3 separate regions of the Mus musculus genome follow, and regions 1 and 2 are each linked to region 3. A link is a contact called in public Hi-C data. All regions are on one chromosome and are shown on one strand. Each heading gives the region's core, a stretch centred on a gene start, on an enhancer-like site or on the middle of the called end of the contact. The rest is flanking DNA. Distances are from core to core; before and after follow the strand shown. Region 1 holds the start of 3830408C21Rik (RIKEN cDNA 3830408C21 gene). Region 2 overlaps Gm31452 (a long non-coding RNA gene). Region 3 has its middle 4.6 kb from the start of Gm31452.

The links. A called contact is a pair of places that touch in the nucleus more often than the background predicts.
Region 1: a contact with region 3 is called in a Hi-C map of CD8 T cells, with 2.0 times the contacts expected there. The contact joins the promoter of 3830408C21Rik here to the enhancer-like site in region 3. A contact is called at or near these places in 13 of 484 Hi-C or Micro-C datasets (CD4 T cells, CD8 T cells, CD8 central memory T cells and 6 more), 12 of 115 datasets of contacts at active chromatin or transcription factors (CD8 T cells, the SCID.adh cell line, bone marrow-derived dendritic cells and 7 more) and 2 of 9 other capture datasets (adipose tissue and pancreatic islet).
Region 2: a Hi-C map of CD8 central memory T cells shows a contact between it and region 3, with 3 times the contacts expected there. The contact joins two enhancer-like sites. A contact is called at or near these places in 3 of 15 datasets of contacts at CTCF or cohesin (CD8 T cells, the G1E-ER4 cell line and the NIH/3T3 cell line), 30 of 484 Hi-C or Micro-C datasets (the C10 cell line, CD4 T cells, CD4 single positive thymocytes and 17 more) and 8 of 115 datasets of contacts at active chromatin or transcription factors (the 230-238 cell line, the NIH/3T3 cell line, bone marrow-derived macrophages and 5 more).

What each region holds. Positions count from the first base shown.
Region 1 is chr13:107,019,271-107,023,872 of GRCm38.p6, reverse strand. 3830408C21Rik (RIKEN cDNA 3830408C21 gene) reads right to left here and starts at 1,303. Exons shown (of 4, transcript NR_015471.1): 1 at 1-1,303. It overlaps Kif2a (kinesin family member 2A), which reads left to right and starts at 1,518. Exons shown (of 21, transcript NM_001374727.1): 1 at 1,518-1,861. The coding sequence starts at 1,798.
Region 2 is chr13:107,094,071-107,098,426 of GRCm38.p6, reverse strand. Gm31452 (a long non-coding RNA gene) reads right to left here. Exons shown (of 5, transcript XR_001781044.2): 4 at 431-524. Among named protein-coding and RNA genes, the nearest start is that of Gm41051, 25 kb to the left of the region's middle. Within about 2 kb of position 2,851, at least 137 of the 459 cell types and tissues checked have an H3K27ac peak or open chromatin away from gene starts, as enhancers often do. A contact at or near this core is called in CD8 T cells, CD8 central memory T cells, bone marrow and 2 more, where this site is marked.
Region 3 is chr13:107,056,731-107,061,324 of GRCm38.p6, reverse strand. No RefSeq gene overlaps it. Among named protein-coding and RNA genes, the nearest start is that of Gm31452, 4.6 kb to the left of the region's middle. Within about 2 kb of position 1,649, at least 38 of the 459 cell types and tissues checked have an H3K27ac peak or open chromatin away from gene starts, as enhancers often do. A contact at or near this core is called in CD8 T cells, CD8 central memory T cells, bone marrow and 2 more, where this site is marked.

The DNA.
Region 1 (4,602 bases), core at 54-2,553, 37 kb after region 3:
CACTTGCTTGTTGGTGTTGTAGTTGCCTCTCTTTCTGGGATAAAGCACCATGACCAAGACAACCGACAAAACAAAAGTGTTTCACTGTGCTTATGGTTTCCTAGGTTTGAAGTCCATGATGGTGGAACAAAGGCATGCTGGCCTCAACACCTGAGCGCTCACCTCTTGATGCACAAGTAAGAGGTCTAGAAAGCTAACTCTAAATGGTGTCTTTTGAAACCTCAGCGCCTGATCCTAGTGAAACCCTTTCTCTAATAAGGGCACATTTCCTAATCCTTCCCAAACAGTTCCAACAATGGGGACAAAGTATTCAAGCACATGAACCATTCTCATCCACAATGCTCTCATCACGTACAAAGTCCTGGATTCTATCCCCAGTACCACATAAACTAGAAGTGATGGCTCACACCAGTAAGGCATTCAAGATTATCCTCACTACATAGCATGGTTAAGGCCAGCTTAGGTCAAATGACACCCTATCTAAAAAAAAAAAAAAAAAAAAGTAAATAACAAGTGAAAAATGTAGGGAGGTGAGAGGAAGATTTAAATAATCAGGGGGAAGGAGAAGAGATCATATTATCCTAGATCATGGGGGAAGATGAAGAAACCAAGATGCAGGAATGGGCAGGCAGGGAGTAACTGAGGAGAGTAGTAAGTCATTCTACAAAGAATTTACGACAAAGCTGGTGGAGGTTACACTTCAGTTTACACGCTTGTCTACCTGGCCCCCTCTGCTTGGCACTCTCCATGTTGCTGTAGTCAGCTCAGCCACATGACTGCAGAAGAGGCTCATTATTCAACGTTCTTCAAGTCTCTGCTCTGATTTTGAGTCATAGCTGCTGGAGTTAGAGACTAGGGCAAGTAAGCCTTGAGCTCTACTGAAGCAATAGGATAGCAGGACAGGCCCGCTGGTAGCCCAGGAGGGCTTCGCTTTGAATTGCAATGAGCTGGGAAGTAAAGGGCAAGGGGAGGTCTTCGTTCCTACTCAGGGTGGACGACACCCTTTCGACCCTCCATAATTGATGGGAAGCCTGAACCAGGCATGCCCCGGCCTTAATAAGGTTCCTCAAGGACCGGCTGCCCCGGAGTGGCATGCGATCTGACAGCCACAGAAATGCACTGAGCCAGTTCTTTAATCGGTCAGTGCCCCTCAGTCCCGCGCCCCGAAAGCCTCGATCCCACTCGGCCCTCAACCCGTTCCTGCGGCAGCGTGCACGCGGAGCGGGAGCTCTGGAAGGACGTCGCGAGTCGTTTCCCGCGCCTCGTAGGCCGCCGCGTGCGGAATCAAACCCGGCGCGGGTTCGTACCCGGCCGGGCCGCGCGCGCTCCCGTTCCCGTTCCCGTTCCCGCGGACGGCTCAGCCCCGCCCGCCGCCAGGCCGCAGCCGAGCTGGGCGGGGCCGCCTGCAGCCCGAGCGCGCGGGCGCACGGCAGGAAGCCGCGGGCCGCCGGGTGTGCGCAGGCGCGCGGCGCCCCGCCTCTCCAGCGTCCGTAGGGGCGGGCGGCGCGAGCCCTCCCACTCTTCCCCCGCGCCGCCTCACGGCTGCGGCCCTCGCTTCACCCGGACGCCCGGCGTGCGCGCCCGCCCGCCCGCCCGCCCGTCCGCCCGCCCGTCCGCCCGTCCGCCCGCAGGCCCGGGGCTTCAGCCCGCTCGTCCGCCGCCGCTCTCGCCGCGGCCCCGCTCGCGTCCACGCTGCCTCCCGGACCGGCGCGGACGCGGGCCACCGCTGCCCCTCCCGCCGCCACCCCGCCCCCTCCCCGCCTGTTTCGCCCGCCTGCCGCCGCTCCGGATGAGGTGATGGCAACGGCCAACTTCGGCAAGATCCAGATCGGGATTTACGTGGAGATCAAGCGCAGCGATGGTGAGCCGCGCCTCTGGCCGCGTCGGGCCGGCTGCCCCTTTGATTGCTCTACGGGTTGTGGGGGCGGGAAGGCGGCGGCCCGGCGCTTTTGTGTGCGGCGTTGTGCGGGTGAGGCGGGCGTGGGGTCCGCCCGGGCGCCGCTGCAGTGCGGGGCCCCGGCCGCAGGGCGGGAGCCGCTCCCGGGTTCGCGGTCCTCTCCCCCCAGGGGACTCCGTTAGGGTTGCCCGTGCCTCGCGCTGCCTCTACTCTGCCTTTTACCGGTCTCTGCCTCGGTGGCGTGGAAAGGGTGGTAGCGTGAAGATCGGGGATGTCGGCACCGAGAGACCCGACTGGCAGCCAGAGGCCATTGGGGAGCCATCCGGTTGTTGTTAAGTGCTATCCGGTTGTCAGGCCTCTTTGCCTGTTCTCCCCCAAGCATGCTGCTTTCTTCTGCTGATCCAAGTGCAGAGAAGGCTGCACTCGGCCATGAAAAGGGGTGGGGGAGTAACGGGAAAGAAATACTCGGTACGCTTCACCAAGGTGATGCTACTGAAAGGGAAGGAGAGGATGGAGAGAGGATGGACGCAGTCCACGGGAGACACTCCTGAGAGGGTGGGCGACCGGATGTTGATATTTTCACACCCTGGGGAGGTAACTGAGAGAAGTGTAAGGCGAGGGGAAGAGACATGTTTAATTCATTTAAAAAAAAAGACCCATAGGCTGCTTATGGATGTTGCTGTAGGTTCCTCGTAGGGGGGAAATATTTTTATCACTTCTAAGTGTAAAGTGAAAATCATCCATATTGTAAATGAAATAACTGAGTAGAAGGGGATGAATGAAATGCTAGTGTTAGGAATTGATTCTTGACTGCATCTCACTTGTACCCAATTCCTTTTACTTAATTGTGGCCTATTCACCATCCTTTACCGCAATTAATAAGGGCATGGCCAAAACACCCATTTCTTGGTTTCTACCAAATTTGATCAAGTCACATCAGTATACATGAGTAGATTGGTTTTCCTGTTATTTATGATGTGTTGGAAGTGGTTAGTGATTTTTTTTTTCTCTCCCTCTTTGCAGCTGAAGTAATTTGGTAACTGGAAGGATTATTTTGTGTATTATATATTTTTGAGAAAATACATTATAACTTGTAGAGCTTTAGAAGTTACCAAACGGAAAAGGGATACTTTCTTTACTTGGATTGGAGTTTGCTTTATCAATTCTCTGAAGATGACTTTCTTGCAATCATTATGCTGTCTAATGCCATTTTATTTTTTGGTGAATGTAGGTTGGCAGTATGTTAACAAATATAGGACTTACATGTTAATTCAAAACTTGAAGTATAATAAACTGTATATTCTTTACAGTCTTAAAGATCTTAACTAAAATCATTACAAAATAGCTCTATAGTCAAGTGATTTTATCTGAGATGCCATTTTTTTAATTATGCATTGAAGTAATTTTGGTTCTTTGGTGATTCTAGGATATAGGTTTATAATATTCTTTCAGTCTTTAATTTCAGCCTATAGCAGAAATTGTGATACACAAAAGCTTTGTATTTTCAAAAGTATTTTCCTCAGGAAGTAAGTGTGTACATTGTGTATTGTCCTAACTGATAGTGTAAATGCTTATACATCATGTAAATACTTACATAATGCCAGGGAGCCAAAGTAGGTAACTTTGTAAAAACAACATTTAGAATTTCTTAGTTTGGGAGACCTTATGATCTCGGGCTGGCCTTGAACTTGCTTTATAGCTGAGGACCCTGAACAGCTCCTGCTTCCTGCCAATTTGTGAGGTTTCCAGGATCAAGCATTCACTGATTGAACTACATCCTCAGCCCTGAAAATCGGGTGACTTTCAAAGGAAATCACTGGGATTAAAAGTGTTCAGTTCCGTCTCCATGAGACTCTTCCACGTGCTCCTTCTTTTCACTTTCAAGAGGCTGCTTTTGTTTTCCTTCCTTCTATAACAGATCTGTGATAGAGAAAATACTAGTGGTTATTGTAAAAAGTAAAATTAAATAAATAAACCTAGTTGTTGAATAAACACTGATATCCTGAAAACTCAGATCATAGGAGTAAATAAAGAAGGGCCACTTCAGCCTGCTGCTAACCAGGTAATAGATACTGCGCTGCATGTATGATCTTTGTCCCTGATTTCTCTATCAGTGACAGCCATATATTAAGAGATTCCAAAGGCCAAATCATGAACCAAAATGGGCCTATTTGTATCTTTGAGGATCTTCAAAAAATTCTAACCCCAGTAAGTCCTCACTGATGATTAAAAGCAGCTTACCAGTGGGTTTCTGCATTCCTAAGTCCTGCTGTCTCATCCATGAGACAGCATATTTCCTTAAGCATTGATACTCAGAACTGGACTGCTTTATGTTTTCAAACGATATGACTAAAGTAGACATTCACTGGAGAGCAGTGGTCCTCAGCCTGTGGGGGTTACAGATCAGATATTTACATTGTGACTCATAACAGTAGCAAGATTACAGTTACGAAGGAGCAATGAAGTAATTTTATGGTTGGGGGGGGCACCACACCATGAAGACATATACTAAAGGGTTGCAGCCTTAGGAAGGTTGAGAACCACTGGGATAGAGAGGGCAGTGGAGGCATGTGAAGATATCCACTCTCACTCCAACCACAGCCAGGATGTTACAGGATTACGATGCTTAATGGCGTTAGGAATTGCTTCAATACATCTGCATAACCCCCCACACACATGTGGGTGACAGGTGAGTTCATTGCTCA
Region 2 (4,356 bases), core at 1,602-4,101, 36 kb before region 3:
TATTGCCTGGTAAGACTGAAGCCATCTTGGTTTGTGTATGTATATTCCATGATGTTTGCACAATAATGAGATCTAAGGACATATCCCTGTCATTAAGCTCTGTGACTATGCACCCAACATTCACACTGGCCATCTTTGTCTTGCCTCCTGGGAATAATTTTCTACAGGAGAGTGAGGAAAGACACACCATAAAAGGACGCTTCCAAATGTTCACTGTTGTATGAATTTAAAGCTGTGTGCTCAACATATTTTATCACAATATTAATTATCTCATGAAAAATCATTTTAATAGAAAAATTCCAACAAGATCTTCAGGCATCATCTAAACCTAATGTAGTAACACAATCCATTTCCTGAGCATTGAAGACATTTGTTGTGTGGCCTTAAGACTCTTCTCTACCCTGCTGACCCTACTGTCTAAAATACTGACCTTACTGGAAACCGTCATATGAGTTTTCTTGGGCTCTGGTGTTTTGTTGTTTTGTGTCGTTTTGGTCTTGAGTTTGAGCCCATGGAAGCATCAGCTATAAATGAGAGAATGGGAGAAAAAAAGAAATTGGGTGTTATCATCCCCACCCTGTCTGTCCCAGTGGGTGACCAATGGATGCCTCCCCTGTACCTAAGACCACATCAGAGTCAAGCAGGCTTCTGTAACTAGTCCTCTGCAGGTCCTGGTAGCTGTCCGTTTCCTCAGCTCTGTAGGCCTGAGCTTGTCAAAGGCTCCCACCATTGCTGGCTCTGGGGTGTTTCCCTCAGGGCTTCCAACGCCTTCGTTCATCTTTCTTGAATCATGCCTTTCGCTTGGGCTATACTTATTACTTGCCTTGACCTCTGAGAGGTTTGCTGTTATCGCCTTCTAGTGAGAAATATACTCAGAGAAGCATGGCTTCTGAGGAGGCCGTTGTTATCTGGTTTTAACCACAAATAAGCCACTCCATCTGGCTTTTGAGTCGTTGTCCCCTCATTTCCAGAATTTTCAATAATGCTGAGCAGAGCCTCTGCCTCACCACCTCCCGGGAAGTCTTAACAGCCTGAAGCTCTCCACTAAAAGATTCTAGGATTTTCTTTTAGGGTACTTGTATTTTAAGCATGTGGGGTTAAAAAAAAAAAAAGAACCAGCTACTAATATATTCTTAAAGCTGACTCTCCCATACCACCTGTCACCCTATTTATTCTCAACACCCCAGGAGTGCGACGTTGCTTCAGGCAAGGCTGGTTGTGTGACCAAAATGTCAGCAACTGGGAATCCCATAAATAGCAGCAGAGAGGACAAATAGGATGACTCAGTGAAGCCCTTTGAGTCAGGCAGGGACTTAATTACAGGGCACCAAACCCATCATCTCTGACATCATCCCTGGACCTCACCTGGCCCACATCATGCATCTCGCTTCCTTTGAAGATGCGCAGTCATCCTCCTAGCTGCCATCAGAAGGTGCCGTGCCAGGACCAGAGGGTTCCTATAAGCTAATCATTGGTGTCCTTGACAATCGGTTCCTTTCTGAGACTGGCCGGATGCTCACAGTGTTAGCTAGCATCTACCTAGCTCGGGGCGCTTTCTTCTGTGGGACAGACAAGACAGCACTTTGGCTCCCTGCCTCCATCTCCACTATCACAAAGTCAGGGAAACTTGTCTAGCTATAGGCCTGTCATAAGGATCAAAGTCAAGTTGGCCAATTTCATGATATCATGGCAACGGAAAACTACAGCCATGGAAGGAGGATCAGTGGATCCCAGTTCAGAGATGGATAAATAGGTGAAGTACCGAGTATGTGGGGCAAGGAAAACATTCCAGATGATACTACAATGGTGGACGCTGATATGCACATCTGTCAAGACCCATACAGAGGAGCAAACATTAATGCAGACTATGGATTTCAAGCACATGTTAATTAAACATAATAATCTGTTTCATTACAATAGTTTCACATACATATATAATTTATTTTAATCATATTTTCCCACTATTACCCTGTTTTTCCCACTCCATGTGTCTACACCCCCTTCCCAATTACGGGCAATGGGTTTTTATCTAAAACGTATCAACCTAGGCTCATGGATTATAACAAGTCTCCCACACTTACAGGAGACGGTAATGGAGGAACTGGGAAGAGAGGGCAGGTGTGAGGGAAGCTCTGTGTACTTTATATAAACTGAACAGTGCTCTAGAGTACAAAAGCTTTGTGGGGAAGCCAAGTTTTGGATAAGATGCATGAAAGTGCTTTTTAAGACCAGCACCCAAATGATCTTAAAGACCTCGATTCTGACTTATCGTTCAGAAGGTTGCTAAGCTCTTTGCTGCATGACAAAGAGCCCCAAGGGACGCCCTGATGGCTTGTCATTGTAACTTACGGTCCATTGAAGATTCTGCCTTTTTTAAACTGCCCAATTGGGGAAGATGGGTCCATTCATAAAGTGTATGCTTCTGAACCATGAAGTTAAGTAGAGGCAGGCATGTTGGAACAAGGCTGTAACTCTAGCACAGGGGAGGTGGGTGTTGGTCCCCAGGGCTTGCCAATCAACCTGTGAGTGTTGAGTTCACTGAGAAATTCTATCTCCAAAGCCAAGGTGGGGAAGACGCAGGACATTGACCTCTGTGTACCCACAGGTACACACACACACACACACACACACACAGGTACACACCCAGGTAGACATGCACACAGGGAGAAACACAGGTACATACACACAGGTAGACACACACATACAGGGAAGGAGAGAGAGAGAGAGAGAGAGAGAGAGAGAGAGAGAGAGAGAGAGAAACTGCCCAGAAATGTTATCCTACAATAACCTTAAACATTGTGGTTTTTCACTTCCATCTCTGACTCACACCCTGCCCTGTATTTTAGCACCTGTATTTGATTACAGTCACATTTTTCAGCACTGACAAAGCCACGAGAAGATGTAGGTCAGGATTAGTGTCAGTTAGGTTGGAAGGAAACTTTTTTCGTTTTAAACTGGAGAATGTCTGCAACTGGCAGGGCTTTGTACAGTGTCTTGCTGGAGGGCTGTGTCAGCTATGAGCCCCACCCCCAACCCTGTGAGACTCACAAGTTACAGAGCCAGAAAGGGGAGGAGTGGGGTCATAATTAGCCACAGGAACATAGTAATGGCAGAACCGGAGTTCACACTCAGAGCAAAAGTTGCTAGAAGCTGTCCTCAGGTCTTGCCATGTAGACTAGGCAGCTGAGTTCAGCCAGTTTATTCTTGGATAATGGTGGTCAGTTGCATTCCTTCCTGGGTAATACATGTATTTTTGACAAGAGCCTTCAAAGCATTCGACAAAGATTTCCAGTGTTCCTGAAGTGCAACTGTTGGCGCGCTGTACTCGCAGCTATTAATAGACTTACTATGACCAAAAGAAATGCAGTCTGTGGTCAAATACCTAGGAAATGCCGCACACGACAGACCGCTTTGTGAACAATTAAAATGGACACTCGGTCTTAAAGGCTCTATGCAGCTGCCACTAAGAAAACCACTTAGCTTCATTTAACTCCACCATTGTCCCAATTTATTTGAGTATGGAGCGATTTGCAGAATAGTATACTTAATAACCTTTCTTTGAATTCTTGAACGGGAAGTTTTGACTTCACTAGAGGAAAGAACTGGTTGGGGAGTCACCACGGCATGGTTCTCGGAGGTTCTCATAAGGAAATGATCTCACGCCAGCCTTTCTGGTTCACTGGAGAGTGTCACGTATCTCACAGCAGCGCTCCCAGTTCAGCATCGCTGAGTACCCCATGCGCTTCACACCAGGACAGGGAACACATTTGCCCACATCCTGTGCTCGCAACTGTTCCACAGGATGCACACTAGATCCTGTTATCACTGTGTACAGCTTAAAAGGACTCCCAGCTAGAACCATACACAGTACGCGGTGAAAAACAAAGAGAAGCAGGTGTTAGAAAGAGCAGAATGGAGAATAGGATCTGATTTGTTTTGTTTTGTTTTGTTTTGTTTTGTTTGTCCAAAACAGGATTTCTCTGTGTAATGGTCCTAACTGTCCTGAAACTCACTTTGTAGACCAGGCTGACCTTGAACTCACAGAGATGGGCCTGCCTCTGCCTCATCCAAGTGCTAGGATCAAAGGCATGTGCCACCTCATCTGGTGAAAACAGGATCTGATACAAGGAAACAGAAAAACAAAGCAGAGTTGGCATGTCTTGCCTCCTTCTCACTGACGCTTTGTAGACTTCTATGCATTTAGACACTAAGTCTCTAATGAATGATCCTGGAAAGTCAGAGCACTTTGAATACTAATAAGATGAACAGTGTGTGCAAAGAAGAAAGTTCTCTGCAATACACAGACTGAAAGAAGTTACTGTTGGAAGTTTGCTCTCGTGTAATCATTGAGGACAC
Region 3 (4,594 bases), core at 400-2,899:
GCCCAAATTCAGTGGGTCTTCCCACTTGAGTTAAGGTAATTGTAGGAATGCCCACAAGTTAATCTAATTGAGATAATTCCTCACAGTCGTCTCCAGAGTCTTGCCTCTTCGATGATTCTAGATCCTACCAAGTCAATGGTATTAATTATAATACTTTATAACTCAGGAAATTCTGATCCTTCCATTTTCTTTCTGGCTGGTATTAGAGACTTCCCGAGGCTCTTTTGAGGTTTTTTCTTTCTGTTCTCAGGAGCTTCTTCGGGAGATGGGGTGTTTCCGTCTCAGAGGAAACTGCTCTACAACACTTCAAGCAGGGAAGCCTGGTGGCTGGACACAGACATCGTCCTGCAATCCGCTCAACATCTTCCACACACTCCTGAGATGCCCCAAGAACTGCGTGGTTACTTGCTCCTGTTTATCTGGATTTCGTGTTCTGTCTTTTGTACTATTGACTCTGTACTGTCCTTGCTCCTGCTGCCGGCATAGAAAACTACATTCCAGGCCTCAGTTGGAGCCATGATGAGGATTTCAGGACCCTACGTGGCTCATTCACCTCAAATTCTGCTTGGATTAATGTTGCTCAAACTCCCCACCAGTCCTCCCTCTGATCCTCCTCTCTATATAGCTTTCATCACATTGGATTTTTCTTTCCATGGTATGTGATGTCACTAGACCACCCTAGCCATTTCTAAAACAGGTATTTCTCACCAGCCAGCCCTCATAACTCTGACTCTATACCTAACTATTAATTTTTAATAAATCATTCTATTTTGAACCATATGTTAGAATTTTTAGGTTGCCGTTAAAAGTATGTATGAATATACACACAGAGATAGGCTACATAATCTTTAAACATAGGAGGGGAGGTGACTTGAACCCTCCTTAGTTACGGTATAAATCGTACATCCGTGACTATCTCCAAGTTCCCAAAACTTTCAGAAATGTTTTGCCTTGTGCTGCAGTAGTTCTCTGGCTCAGTTCCACTTCAGTCTCGCTAAAACAGAAAGGATAAGGCAGGCACCGATCACATCTCCTGCCAGCCTAGGGCTCAGCTGCAGATAATGGTTCAGAGCCTTCTGGAAGCTCAGGTGCCAAGTGGTGAGCTGAGGTTCCATTTGCTTTTGCAACAGCGGACTCAGATTCCATTATCTTCCCTTCCCACTCAGGAGCAGGGTTCAGTTACTCGTTAATTTTGAGTGGGTTTCCTAAGAGATGCAGGAAAAGATTTCCTGCAGATGTGAGCTGACAGCCTGGAAGCACTAACAAGGGACGTCATAAAATCCCTTCCTTGGGAGTCTTTATGAAAAGCGAAGCCACATGAGTCTTGTTGAAACGTCACGGAAGTACATAGGAAACGTGGAAGGGGTGAGATGTCATATAATTCAATTATTTTATAGCAACAGATGGACTATTAATTTAAAATAAGAAGCAACATCCAATTAACAGCAGAGTTGGTGATTCCCAAATTCCACAGGTCTTTGAACTGGGAATTGATGGAAACTTCACCTCACTTTCTTGCTCAGCCAAAGTTTTGGTCTCTGTGTTACACAAGCAACATGCTGCAATTGCTACTCAATATCAGAAGAGGCTGCCTGCCTTCTCCTGTGTGGTTCTGCTGCTTGGAATCACGTGGAGGCTTTCTGATGTGGGTAGGCTGTGGGATGTGGGTTTTTTATTGCTCAAGTTCGCCTCTGCTCACTCCCTCCCTGTATTTCTTATGCTGAAAGAGGATGAGCAATGAATACCTGTTGCCCAAGTCTCTCAGTAGACAAAAACAGAGTTCTGCTTTGGCACCAACGCAATCAGGTTCCACACTTGGCTGTAGTGATTTCATACTTCAACCATCTTGTCAACCAGAAGGCATAGCAACAGTCCACATCCTAAGCTGTGAGTTCAGATCCCTTTTCATTTGTCGGCTCATATAAATGCAGTTTCATTTATGGGTTGTTAATGGCAATCCCTCATTACATGAGCAAATGCCTGTGGAGAACACACACCATGCTCTTCTTAGGAAGTTTATTTAAAGTCACTAGGTTAATAGGGTGTCTTACTTAGGGTTTCCATTGCTGTGAAGAGATACCATGACCAAGGCAACTCTTATAAAGGACAACATTTAATCGAGGCTGGCTTATAGGCTCAGGGGTTCAGTCCATTATCATCAAGGCAGGAACATGGCACTGTCCAGGCAGGCACAGTGCTGGAGGAGCTGTGGGTGCTACATCTTGTTCTGAAGCAGACAGGAGAAGACTGGCTTCTGGGCAGCTAGGATGAGGGTCTCAAAGCCCACCCCCACAGTGACACACTTCCTCCAACAAGGCCTAACAGTACCACTTCCTATGGGCGAAGCACATTTAACCAGCCACATAGGACGTGGTTAATCAAACAGCTCAAGTTTTTCACTTGGCAACTGCTAAGACAAACCAAGCCTCCAGAGCCATATTCCACAGTCATCTTCCTTCACTGGTTCCTTAACCAGACCTCTTCCCAGTGATGCAACAGGTATATTGTCACTTACTACAGACTCGAGGGTTTTGTTTTATAGTTCATAGTCATGTAATATTCATTTATTAAGTGCCGCGTCTGCTCTCGACCAGCAAGAACGACACGACCACCAGTCCTTCTAACAGCAGTTTATTCAGCAAACTTCAGTCTTCATCTCTCTTCTTTCTCTTCATCTATATCTCCCTCTAACCCCGGGCCTCTCACTCTTATATACTCTCAGTTCCCATCCACTCACAACAGGCCATGTCACCACACCAGGCACGCAGCTTCAGCCAATCAGGTTGGCAGGGGCATGTCTCCACCAAATATGGACTTGTTTACACCGCCAGCATCATGGTACACCTGCGCAGTTCTCAAGATGGTCTTGGCTATTTTCAGGTGTATGAGGAAGTCAGGTACAAGTCATAAGACTTAGCTGCAGTCCCGGGCGCCATCTTGGGACTGCTGCCACACCCACTCCTCACAATTAAGCACTGGATTTAAACTAACAATGTTCACATGCTTTGTTTATATCTCATTTAAATCTCATAACAATACTATAAGAGAGAGGTACTATTATCCCCCAAGTAGGAAAGAGAAACAGAGACATTTAGTAACTTTCTTAAAGCCACCAGGGAGTGAGTACTAGACCCAGGATTTGTTCAGAGGTGTTTATGTTAATACCCATGGAACCTTGCTGCTCTCTGCGTTAGCCAGAGAATCACCTTTCTGCCGTGGGAAGAAGTTAATGTGATGGCTCACAACCTGCCAAAGTGCCTAGAATAAGTGACTGTTGAGACTCTGCACCAAATAGGGAACTTGTAGCAGTCCCACTCTCTGCCCTGCCAAGGCTCAGGGAACATGGCAGAAGAGGGGACAGAAAGAATGTAAGAGCCAGAGGATGGGAGAAGTACTATGCAGGCATGAACTCACTGCAGCTATGGCAACCTGCAGGAGACTCGCTCAAGATCAGGCTATCTGTCAGGATTCCAGCATTCATTGCTAACTGAACTCAGTAGATTACAGAAGTAACAAATAACTAGAGGATATGAAAGTGAGGGGAGGGGGTATCCTGGAAGTGATACAGGGGCACGGAGGATGGGTGTGATCAAAACACATGGCATACATGTATTACATTATCAAAGAAGATATTATTTAAAAGATTTTAAATAAATTAAAGATATCCTAAAAGTGAAAAAAAAAAGCTTTGTCTCAAGCAATTTTATAAATCTAATGAGTCAGATATTTATATTGGGATACCTAAATCTGTTTAAGCCCAGGAAGCAAACTATTCATAAAAGTGAGTTGATTACGTATTTGGTTATTGAATGTGTTCTTAGATATAACCTTATATTTTTCAGGTTTTGATTTATCAGTTTGTTGTTTTCATGTCTCTCTGAGCTCATAAATGTGTATACACAGGCTGAAGGGTCACAGTTACCCTTGAGAGCAGGGCCCAGCTTCTCAATGAAGCATGGGTTCATCTTCCAAGACTAAGGAAGTAGTCCCCATGTCTACACTTCCTAAGCCTATGCCCTTCCCTATCAAATGACTACGCAAGATTCCATTCCCCATAATCCTGTGATTTTTTTCAAAATACTTCTTCTTCTTTTTTTTTTTTTAAACACTGGGGACTTTCCAGGACACCAGGTTTTGATTCCCTTTTAAACTGCAAACTGTCTTATTTAGCCCTGGGTAATACTGGCATTTTAAATCTATCACTATACCCAGACTTCAATTTCCTCTGCAGATTTTCTTGTCTTCATTATCAAATACCATTTTTATGGTTACATTTCCCCTTCTCCTGACATCATGAAAGTGACCAAAATGTCACTAGCTCCTGCCTGTGACTAAGTAGAGTCAGGCCATTTTACAAAGGCATACCCTTGAATGCCTCAAATAGTACCTCCAATGTGTACAAAAATGTGTCGTCTGTTTAGTTTCTTTCTCTTCCCACCGTGAGTCCTCTTGAGGTTGACACCGAATGCCACCCTGTCTACTATCAGCACATTCAACATGATGTACAACAGTCTTCACGACACTATGCCAGGGCTGGAGGTACGATGCTGTATGACATTTAAGTTTTCCAAAGATCTCCCCTAACAAAAACTTA